Regions from separate parts of the Mus musculus genome. Here regions 2 and 3 are each linked to region 1. A link is a contact called in public HiChIP or PLAC-seq and Micro-C data. All regions are on one chromosome and are shown on one strand. The core of a region is the stretch at or near the end of the contact, and the rest is flanking DNA. Distances in the headings are between cores, read along the strand shown. Region 1 holds the start of Ugt8a (UDP galactosyltransferase 8A). Region 2 holds the start of Arsj (arylsulfatase J). Region 3 has its middle 19 kb from the start of Gm46823.

The links. A called contact is a pair of places that touch in the nucleus more often than the background predicts. HiChIP or PLAC-seq counts read pairs in DNA pulled down with a chosen protein or histone mark.
Region 2: an H3K4me3 HiChIP or PLAC-seq map of neural tube shows a contact between it and region 1, with 4 times the contacts expected there. The contact joins the promoter of Arsj here to the promoter of Ugt8a in region 1. A contact is called at or near these places in 1 of 39 promoter capture datasets (embryonic stem cells), 2 of 484 Hi-C or Micro-C datasets (cerebral cortex and embryonic stem cells) and 2 of 115 datasets of contacts at active chromatin or transcription factors (neural tube and stem cell-derived neural progenitor cells).
Region 3: a Micro-C map of embryonic stem cells shows a contact between it and region 1, with 1.8 times the contacts expected there. The contact joins the enhancer-like site here to the promoter of Ugt8a in region 1. A contact is called at or near these places in 3 of 39 promoter capture datasets (cranial neural crest and liver), 2 of 484 Hi-C or Micro-C datasets (both in embryonic stem cells) and 1 of 115 datasets of contacts at active chromatin or transcription factors (embryonic stem cells).

Annotation. Positions count from the first base shown.
Region 1 is chr3:125,937,304-125,940,419 of GRCm38.p6, reverse strand. Ugt8a (UDP galactosyltransferase 8A) reads left to right here and starts at 1,768. Exons shown (of 6, transcript NM_011674.5): 1 at 1,768-1,967.
Region 2 is chr3:126,362,570-126,365,892 of GRCm38.p6, reverse strand. It overlaps Arsj (arylsulfatase J), which reads right to left and starts at 2,041. Exons shown (of 2, transcript NM_173451.3): 1 at 728-2,041. The coding sequence starts at 1,119. It overlaps Gm35408 (a long non-coding RNA gene), which reads left to right. Exons shown (of 3, transcript XR_376049.2): 3 at 108-340.
Region 3 is chr3:126,447,798-126,451,144 of GRCm38.p6, reverse strand. It overlaps the pseudogene Gm20568. Among named protein-coding and RNA genes, the nearest start is that of Gm46823, 19 kb to the left of the region's middle. Within about 2 kb of position 1,449, at least 10 of the 459 cell types and tissues checked have an H3K27ac peak or open chromatin away from gene starts, as enhancers often do. A contact at or near this core is called in embryonic stem cells, where this site is marked.

The DNA of each region.
Region 1 (3,116 bases), core at 519-3,018:
CTATATCTGAGTCACTGAAGGAGAGAAAAATGCCTATCAGTATGCAACAATAACAAGGCAATTTTAATTTACCCTGGCTGAAACTTCCTTCACAAATATGTTATCCAGTGCAACATTTTGTAACCTGAACTGTACGGACACTTGCTGTTAATTTGAGTGGGAACTTGAAGGATGGATTAAACATGGAAACAATGCTCCCTTCTCTGAAAAGAAATATCAAACATCATTCATTTAATCTAACCATCCTGTTGATCATATTAAGTGCCAGTTGCTAGAGTATTTTAAAACAGAGAGTGAGCTTTATTTTTATAATTTCTTTGCTTTAATAGCCAAAAGCATAATTCAATTCTAATTTATGAAAGGTCATACTAAACTTAAGTTGTGGAATGCCCTTGCAGTGCTGAGTTGTGATAAATAAGGCAACTAATAGCCAGATCGTAGATACAAAAAAAAAAAAAGATAACTACACAAAATATTATTGAATGCGTTTTTCATTATCTGCAAGTTTTACAAAAAAATTACAGCATGATCAGCTCATATACTTTTATTATCTGTTATGTTCGATACTTGTTTGCACTTTTCTAGTGCAATTTAAATAAATAAATAAACTATATTAATCTCCTTATTTCAACTTACAAAAGAAGAAAAGTGCATTATCTCCTTTGAAATAGGTATGACCTTTGGGCACTACATTTGTTAAATAGACTTAAAAAGAACAACAATATAGAGTATATTTTTCCTTTATCATTACAGAAATTTCCGGGTTTTTTTTTTGTTTGTTTTTTGTTTTGTTTTGTTTTGTTTTTTTGAGGTCCAAGTCCCAAATGTGACTCTCAAGTTGAAGCAAGGAAATAACATTGATGGCAGCCTGTTTTCATCTCTGAACATTTAAACACAAAATTTGCATGGAGACCTTTCAGATTCTGGACTTTAGGCTTGACCTGAATGATGTATATGTGTGTGTGTGTATGTATGTATGTATGTATGTATGTATGTATGTATGTATGTATGTTTGGTGTGTGTGTGGGGGTGGGGTGGGGTGGGTATAGAATAGACTGCCCAACGGGTTCCGAATAAAAGCAAAGGAACTTTTCCTATTTTCTGAAACTGTAACTTTGCCATTGACACTTAAAGGGATGGATTGGCTTCCGGTGTCTGGGGTACCGGAGGCCTCAAGCTCTTTGGGCAAAGTTGGTTTCTTGACCTGGACACCATCTTGAGTACTTCCAGTCAGAATAAGGAAGCTAGGACCCAAGCAGACAGAACTTTAACGGCCCTTTCAAAAGAAGCTCCGGTTGGCTTTTTCCTGGCGCCCCTGGCCGGCGTTTTCCGGGCTCTCCACGTGTGCGCAGGCGTGTGCCCCAGTCCTACCGCTCTCCTCACGGAGCGGCTCTCTCGGGCCAACCGACAGGAAGTGGAAGGGGCGAGCGGCGCTCTACAGGCTCCGCTCCTTTCCAGTGCCTGAGGGGGGGAAAAAAAAAAAGCAGCGGACGAAGCAGAGGAGGAGGAGGCTGGGCGCAGGCGCGTCTGGAGCGGAGACTTTGATGGCAGGTGCAGCCTCGCAGCATCTCTGGCCGCCGTCGAGGCGCGTGCGCATCGGTGTCCTGGGCCGAGGCAGCGCGCGGCAGGGAGGTTTGAGAGACGGCTTGAGGGGCGGGCGGGGTGGGGGGTGGGGTTGGGGGGGAAGCCGGGGGCGCGCGCGGGCCTGGGCGCGCTCCCGCTCAGTAGTGGCGCGCTGAGGGGGAGAGGGGGCGGGGCGCGCGGGGCCCGGCGGAGGAGCAGGCGCGCTGCGGCCCCGAGGGGGGGCACCGCGGAGCATCGCCTGCCCTAGAGCGCCCGTCTTAAGCCCGGCAGGCGCGCCGCAGCTTCCCTCACGCCCAGCCTCCGAGGGCGACGACGCGCGCTCCACAGACCCCGTCCGGCGGCAGAGGCGCTCTCCAACTCCCGCGCGGCAGCCGAAGGACGCGGTAAGCGGCGGGCGCCCGCAGCCGGGGTGGGGGGACGGGGAATGGAGCTGCTCCGGGATGCACAGTTGTTCTCTGTCCGAGGTGAGGGAGCGCCGGCGCCCTCTGAGGCGCCCGGCGTTGGGGTCTGTGGAGAGTTCGGTCTTGTCACCCTGCGGCGGGAGCGAATCAAGGGGGCGCCCGTCGGTCCCGACGCGGGACCTTGCACTTGACTGAGGCAGGGATGGGCGGCTGCGGCGGCCGCCTGGAACTCTCCGGCTCGCCGCCTTCTGTCTGAAAGTGCCTGAGGGCTGCGCAGGGAAGGGACTGTCCCCGGCTGCGCGAGCACCCGGGACCTGCACCCGGGACCTTTCGGTGACCGCAGTCGTGGACAGAAGACAGCACTGTCGCTCGTGGCCCGGGCAAGGCGGACCGGAGTGCGGGGCCGGGTGAGGAGGGGAGAGGCTGGCGGGTTGGCGGGCCGGGGGCCGCGCGGGGCGGTCGCCTGCTGCTAAGGAGCGGCGCGGCCCGGGATGGGCGCTGCGGGCTTGCAGGCGGTGAGCGCGGCGCTGAGCGCTCCAGGGTGCAGTGCGTCCGGGCAAAAAGGACGCTCGGAGGTGTCTCCGGTCAGCACCTGACCTGTGCGCTCCGGGGCATTGGCTTTGAGGGTTTCAAAAGTTGGATACCGAGGACATGCCACTCTGCAGCACTTAGGGACAGGATCACCGCTTCCCCCAGTACCCAGATGCGGTACCCAGGCGCGCAACATCTTTTAGAGCTCTGAAGGGCATGTGGAGGGACCGCAGTGCTCTGCGTCTCCCAAACTCAAGAAAAGATGGAAACTCTTCTGTTGCGGGAGGAATTAGCACAAGGGAAGGCAGGGGTGACTTTTGAAACCCTGACCCTTTGTTGAGCCTCCACCGTTGTGACACAGTGTCAAGACAGGGCACAGACTTATATTTCATAAGGCTGTCTGCCCTATTAAAAGATTCCAAGAAAAACAGTTAAGTTTGGGGGGTGGGGTGGGCGCAGGGCGGGAATGGATCATCTTAGGCTGTCAAATTGTACAACTTTGTTTAAATTTATGACAGGAATGTGCTGCAATTTGGCTAGATGCCAAATATGCCCTTGTTTCAATCTATAATGCCACATTCCCCCCCTCCCCCAAACAAA
Region 2 (3,323 bases), core at 792-3,291, 430 kb before region 1:
AGAAAAATGCATGAACACCTTAAGGAGATGAGCCATTTAGCAAACTATTGACAACATTTCTTCGTCCCCTGAGCTGCATGAGTAACTCAGAACCCTTCCCCACACAGGAGGAGGAGCAGCAGCAGCAACAGCAAATCCCACGGAACCCACGGCATTTTGAGAACTGCCTTGGCAGACAAGTACAACACCATGAGAGGAAAGCACCCAACAAAGATGGAGGCAGAATTCTATCCCACACCCGTCATATTCTGTGTCACCTTTCCTGCTTTTGTGACCTCTGCTCTCTCTGTGATGACCTGGGGTTTCAAACATTCAATCCCTAAATTTTGTGACAAACTAAGAGTTGTAAGTGGCATTTTTTTTTCCTCTGTGGATTCTGTTCTGATACCTGAAATGGAATGTGAATGCGCTTGACAATCAAAACAGATTGGGAAGTAGCAACCACGGAGGTCTCTGGTTGATGGACGAGTGTAAAAATACTGACACCATTCAAAAGCTCACAGCTGGCTGTCAGGGAAAGGAAAGGGAGGAGATTAGGGCCGGGGTATTGACACTAATGCGAGGGGCTGTTCATTCATTCATTCATTCATTCATTCATTCATGCATTCTCTTGTTCATTCATTGGATTGTTTCCCACATACTTTTAGATCCTCTCTTAAATTAGAAACCAGTTTTAAATAAAGGCCTAAGAGTTTTCCAAGTAATACATAAAAGTGGTAACACTTACTTTCCGGTAATAAACTGGCTCCTGGACGGTGTGCAAATAGGCTGGACATAGTAGTTCTCTAGCTTAACTCCTTCTGCAGCGAGTTTATCAAGGGTGGGCGTCTTTATCTCAGATCCGTGGTAACCCACATCTCTAAATCCCTGATCATCAGCTAAGATAAAAATGAGATGGGGCTGGGAGGTGCCTGCTGTGCCTGCTTCAGGTCTCTCATCAACTTGAGCTTTTAGGGACCCCTCCTCTTCTAAGTCCTGGCCCCAGCACAGGTAGCCATAGGTGAGCAGGCTGAGGACCGAGAAGCCTGCCAGGGCACCCATCGCTAAGAACTTTCCAGACCAGGCCCAGGCCTGTGGAGATAGCGGAGGCAGAGGCTCCGCACTGTCCCTGGGGGCCATTCACTCTGGTCCCACAGGAGACTCCACAAGCAGAACCCTGCCCCCTTTGCTGCTGCTGGTCCACTCATACATGCGAAGGGGTAGAGACAGCTGAAGGAAGGCTGCGAGGGAATCCTGCTCCCTTCCCCAGATGCCACCACTTCCCACAACTTCAATCCTCTGGAGGTAACGGTTTAACTCATGAACATTGGAAAAACTAGAAGGGAGCAGATGTCCTCTTCACTGACTTGCAGTTCTTTACTTTTCAATTTTTCTTTTACCTCCTAACATCACCCGGCAGCTTGCAGGAAAGAAAAAAAAAGTTAGCATCTTCACCCAAAAGTTCTCACGAAGAAATAATAAAAATAATAAAGGACAAGAAAGGGACTGAGAGCCACACAGGACAGGAACGTCTGGCAGTCATATCATCCTCCACATCTTCGGGGAGCAGGACTGTGTCCATGCGCAGGCAAGCACCAGGCGTGGTGGGACTGACATCGGTCCAGCGTTCCAGGCACCCGGGAAGCCTTGCCAAGTTGCCCCAAGGAACCCCTTGCTTATGGATGAATGACAGGCTGAGCCGAGGGGACCTTCTTCCTGCTGGCCGCTACTCCTACCTTTTCAAGGCTAGTTCCCCATTTTCCGCTGAGCGTTTGTCAATCTTCTTGACCCCTCTCCGGGCCCCCGAAGTGAGAAAGGATCCTGCCCCAGCCGGCCTCCTCTTCAGCAATTCCTTCTCTACCCCGAAGCGCTTGGGGACATTCACAGAGTCCTGGGCGGCGATCGCAGAGCGCACGTGTCCCCTGTGGGTGCTGCAGCTGCTCCAGCGTGCCCTTGGGTGGCTGACTTAGTTCTAGCCATCTGTGCTTTCCTCCTCTGTTCGCCAGGCAGTCGCAGCCGGAGATCCATGCTTGCTGGTTGAGGGCGGGCCCAGGCCGGGGAGGCGCTGGCTCTCCGCCCTCCTTTCTGCGAGGAAAAGGATGGACCCGAGAAGGGCGGCTTTGCTGCGGGGCGGCTCCCTGGGGTCCCCAGTGAGACTCCTCAGTGCAGGTGAAAGACCATCTTTCTGTGGGTCTGCCCATAGACGATGCCCCTTGTCCATCCCGAAACGTTGGAAGCTACTGGAGCGAGTGAGAAGAGAGCAGGAGAATCAACAGATGGCACAGAACACTCTGTGGCTGGTTTTCCTTCATTGCTCAACTACTGCACCCCCCCCCCTTCCACCCGCCACCCATTCCCATCCCTCCCTGGCTTTGCCGTTTCTTTTCTTTTCTCTTTATTTTTACTGACAGCCACAAGTGCAACTTTTAAACTAGTACTTTTTCTGTCAACAGTTGACTTTTCCGGTCTCATCACTCTCTTCCTTAGTGAAGATGTTAAGAATGTAGGCTTTCTGCCTCTCTCCAAACTTGGTTTTTCCCGCCAAGAATGTAGAAAGAGAGGAAGGTTACACCCCGAAGAAGGAAGCCCATCTGTCGCATAGTGTCGAGTCAGCGATTCATGCGCTAACCTGGAACTTACTACATACCTGATGGTAACTCTGAGCATCTGATGCTCCTGTCTCCACTTCCCCAGACTGTAAGATTTCTCGAAGCCAGGTTCATATAGTGTTGAGTGAACACACACACACACACACACACACACACACACACACACACACACCCTCGGCGTACTGTCATATAATGTTGAGTCAACCCCATGCCATCTGCCAGCTGAGCTCTGCCTCCAGCCTTTGGATTTGTTTTGTAGTGAACATAATATCACCGTGTATTCTCTTCTCATTCCTCCCCTCTCTCTCCCTTTCTCTCTTTCCATTTATATCTCCTTTCTTTTGTTTCTCTCCTCTCCCTACAATAAAAGATTGCTTTCACTGAGAAAACATACTTTATTTTTTACCATAGTTAGAACCGTTTAAAACACTGCCCAGAGGCAGGATCTTTATAGAAGAGGCATCAATGCCAAAAGCGGTGTATATATATGTTATTCCCAATGTTTTCAACACTTTCTTACTGAACACCTAGTATAGCCTGGCATACAACATGCAAGATTCAATTAATGACTAAGTCATAATTCCAAGTTTCATTTAGCTGTTACTTTTAATTCCCTTCTGCTATTACACAGTTCCTGTCAACTTTGCAGGCAAACTTGGTGAAATGGAAACTTAAACTGGGAGACAGAATGCTGTTTCATGCAGCTAATTTTGCCAACATGAGCAGGCAGTGGCT
Region 3 (3,347 bases), core at 200-2,699, 510 kb before region 1:
CAAAATTTAAAGTCTTAGTTACTTTTCTAATTGCTCTGAAGTGACACCATGACCAAGGCAAGTTACATAGGAAAGAGTATATTGAGGGTTAGATTTCAGAGAGTGAGTCCATAGCCATCACAGGGGGAAGCAGGGCAGCAGGCAGGCAGACATGGTAATGGTAGCAGAGCGCTTACATTCTATATTCAAGTAGATGATGATGGAGAGAGAGAAATTGGAAATGGCTTGGGCTTTTGAAACTCCAAAGCCTACCCCAGTGACACACCTCCTCCAACAAAGACCACACCTCCTAATCCTTCCCAGACAGTACAATACCCTGGGGACCAAGCCCAAGCATTTAAATGTATGGGGACCATTACTATTCAAACTACTACATCCCAGAAGTCCCAACTGTACCCTTTTAATAATCACCTAATACTCCTTCCTCATCAGAATAGCATTCCAGTGTATGAGTTTATCACGTTTGCGCTCCAACTCGTGCTTATTTGGAGAACTTTCCAGCACTAAGCTACTAAGAATACTGTTGTTATGAATTTCTACACTTTTATACAAATTTTAGTGAATATATAAAACACACTTTTGTAAGTATATACATAAAAGTACACATTCTGTGCTGTAATGGCACACACAGACATCTTGATGTAACCAAAAATATTCCATATGTACTCATCTTCACTGGCATGGCCAAAAGAAGTCAGATGAAGTGGTTTTATTGAATTAGACTCTTTTCAGATGCTTACCATAATCACTAATATTTTATAGTCTCATTTCATTGTAGCCTTCCCATAGTAGTGCATAGCTGGAGTACTATGATTTTTATGTATATTTTTTTTGACGCTTGATGGCTCTGAGCTCATTGTCATGGATCTGTGTTATCTTTCATGATGAACTTTGTACTTCTCTTATTGATGTGTATAAATTTCTTATGTGTTTCAGGAACTAATCTTTTGTGAAACTTATTAACTGTAAACAATTTCCCTAGTGGCAATTTTCATTTAACCCTATGTATACTGTATAGTTTGCTGTTTTTAAGTGTACAGGTTGCGAATTTTTAGAATATTACCTATGCAGTTGTACAGCCATCCCTATGGTTCAGTTATAAAATACTCACTTTATCCCCAAAGTTTACCTCACTCCTATTTGTGCCTAATCCCTGTCCTAACCTGTACCCACAGACAGTCACTGGTCAATGTTAAAGCAAATATTTTCATGTTTCAGAAAAGAGTCTTCTGAGCAAATGTTACCAGCATCTGGGTAAAGGAAAATGGTTTAGAAAGGCTAGTAAACATCATTATTTTCCTCAGAGCCAAAGGGTTGTCAGGCTGGGTTTTTCACAAACTCTTAGCTTTCTAAGAGAACTCATTTGTGTTTCAAAGGCTTGCAAATGAGAAGCCAAGGTGGTGCAGTCAGTGTGGTTCCTGCTGTGGAAACCGGAAGACCAGAGTTTGGGTCATTCATACTCAAACACACACTCACAGTGATCTCTAACCTCAGCTCCAGTGGTGGTGCAGTGCAAGGCAAACTGGATCCCCAGAATTCAATAGACAACTGGTAAATAAATGCTGGTTCAGTGAGAGACATTGTTAGAAATCCAAGATGGAGAGCGATAGAGGAAAATGATATGTCTACACACACACACACACGCACACGCACACGCACACGCACACGCACACGCACACGCACACGCACACGCACACGCACACGCACGAAGCTCCCTACCCCCACTTAAAATTAAAAGGTGGAAGGGGAAGGAGGTGTTTTTTGCTCAGATAGGAGGGGCAGGGACACAGCAGGTGTGCTTTCTTTTATTAAACTCTTGGTTCCCAAATGCATAGTTCTTATCTAATAGTGACTCTTGACCCTTGCAGGAGCTTTGAACATATGCTTTGACATTATTGCTGTGCTGGGTGGACTCTGACATGTTCTACAAGACTCTCTTCTTTGAGATAACGGATAGAAGTGAAACCTAAGCAGAAAAATCGATCCTGGCTCCCAGTGAGAATTCACTCCACATACACAGGAACAAAAGTAAGCAAAAAGCTCTTTAGTTGTAGTATGCATCTAGTTTTGGCTAATACCCAAAAAGGAGCTAGCCTCAAACAGAAAACTTGACTAACCTATTTAGACTGTACGTTTATACATTCCACCTACATGGATATACTTAAACCTTTTCCAGGTCCTGGCCCCAGGTTACAATTTGAACAATTTAAACAGAGACAGGAGACTGTAATCTGGCAGTTTAGGCAGATGAGAGACTTCACTGTAAAGATGTTGCCAGGATTATTTTGTAAACCTGTGGTGTTGGTTTTTTTTCCCAATAATTGTCACATAAGGTCATCTTGCCAAACATGGCTGAATTATGCTTTCCTTAAGAAAATAAAGAGGGCTTTATGTGGACCAGGGCTTAAGATATGCCTGATAGAAGTCTTTCATAGGCAAAAGAGCCTAATGACTCACTACAAGTCAGGATTGTCTCCTTTGTTATGGGAATGAAGCCAAATATCTGATCAATTCTGATCACCATTTACATGCTAGCAGTCCTAAATTTGGGTTTATTCCAAGCAAACCTGGTTAGTGCACTGCTTATCTTTGGGGTATTTTAGAGGCAGAGCCTCCTTAGAGGAAGTCTACTTTGTGTGACCTAATGTCTCTTAAGCAAGTTTATTGGTAAATTTTTTTATGACATCAACTCTATTACTTCAAGTTCTTTTTGCATCAAAATCTCATCTATTTTGCTGACAATCATGATAGCTTGTTTGAAATGATTCCCTTTTCTGTTCTCTTATTCTTTTCTTGCTGCCTTCCTCCTCCTCCTCCTCTTGCTCTTCCTCCTCCTCTTCCTCCTTCCTTCCTGCTCCTCCTCCTCCTCCTCCTTCTTCTTCTTCTTCTTCTTCTTCTCTCTCTCTCTCTCTCTCTCTCTCTCTCTCTCTCTCTCTCTCTCTCTAAATCGAGAAAGTCTTGCTGTATATAGTTCAGGTGGCCTTGAACCCTGGCAATCATCCTGCCTTAGCCTCCGGAGAACTGGGATTCTATGCCTGCACCACAAGGACTGGATTTTGAAACATGATTGCCTAGAAGAAACAGAAGAGAGAGCCACTTCTTTTTTTTTTTAAATATAAATGCTTTATTTAACAGTTGCAGATCATTCCATGGGCTAAGTAGTGGATATCCAGAACCCCACCAGCTGCAAGATTAACGCAACCTTCGAGCTTCTCTTTCTGACTACAATAGGGTGAGCATGTCACCCTCTCGAACGGGGCCTTTGACATTTCAGATGATAGAGCGGCTGGTGTCATCCATGAATTCCACTCGCACCTGCGTGCACTGTCCCTGCGAACCGGTCCTGC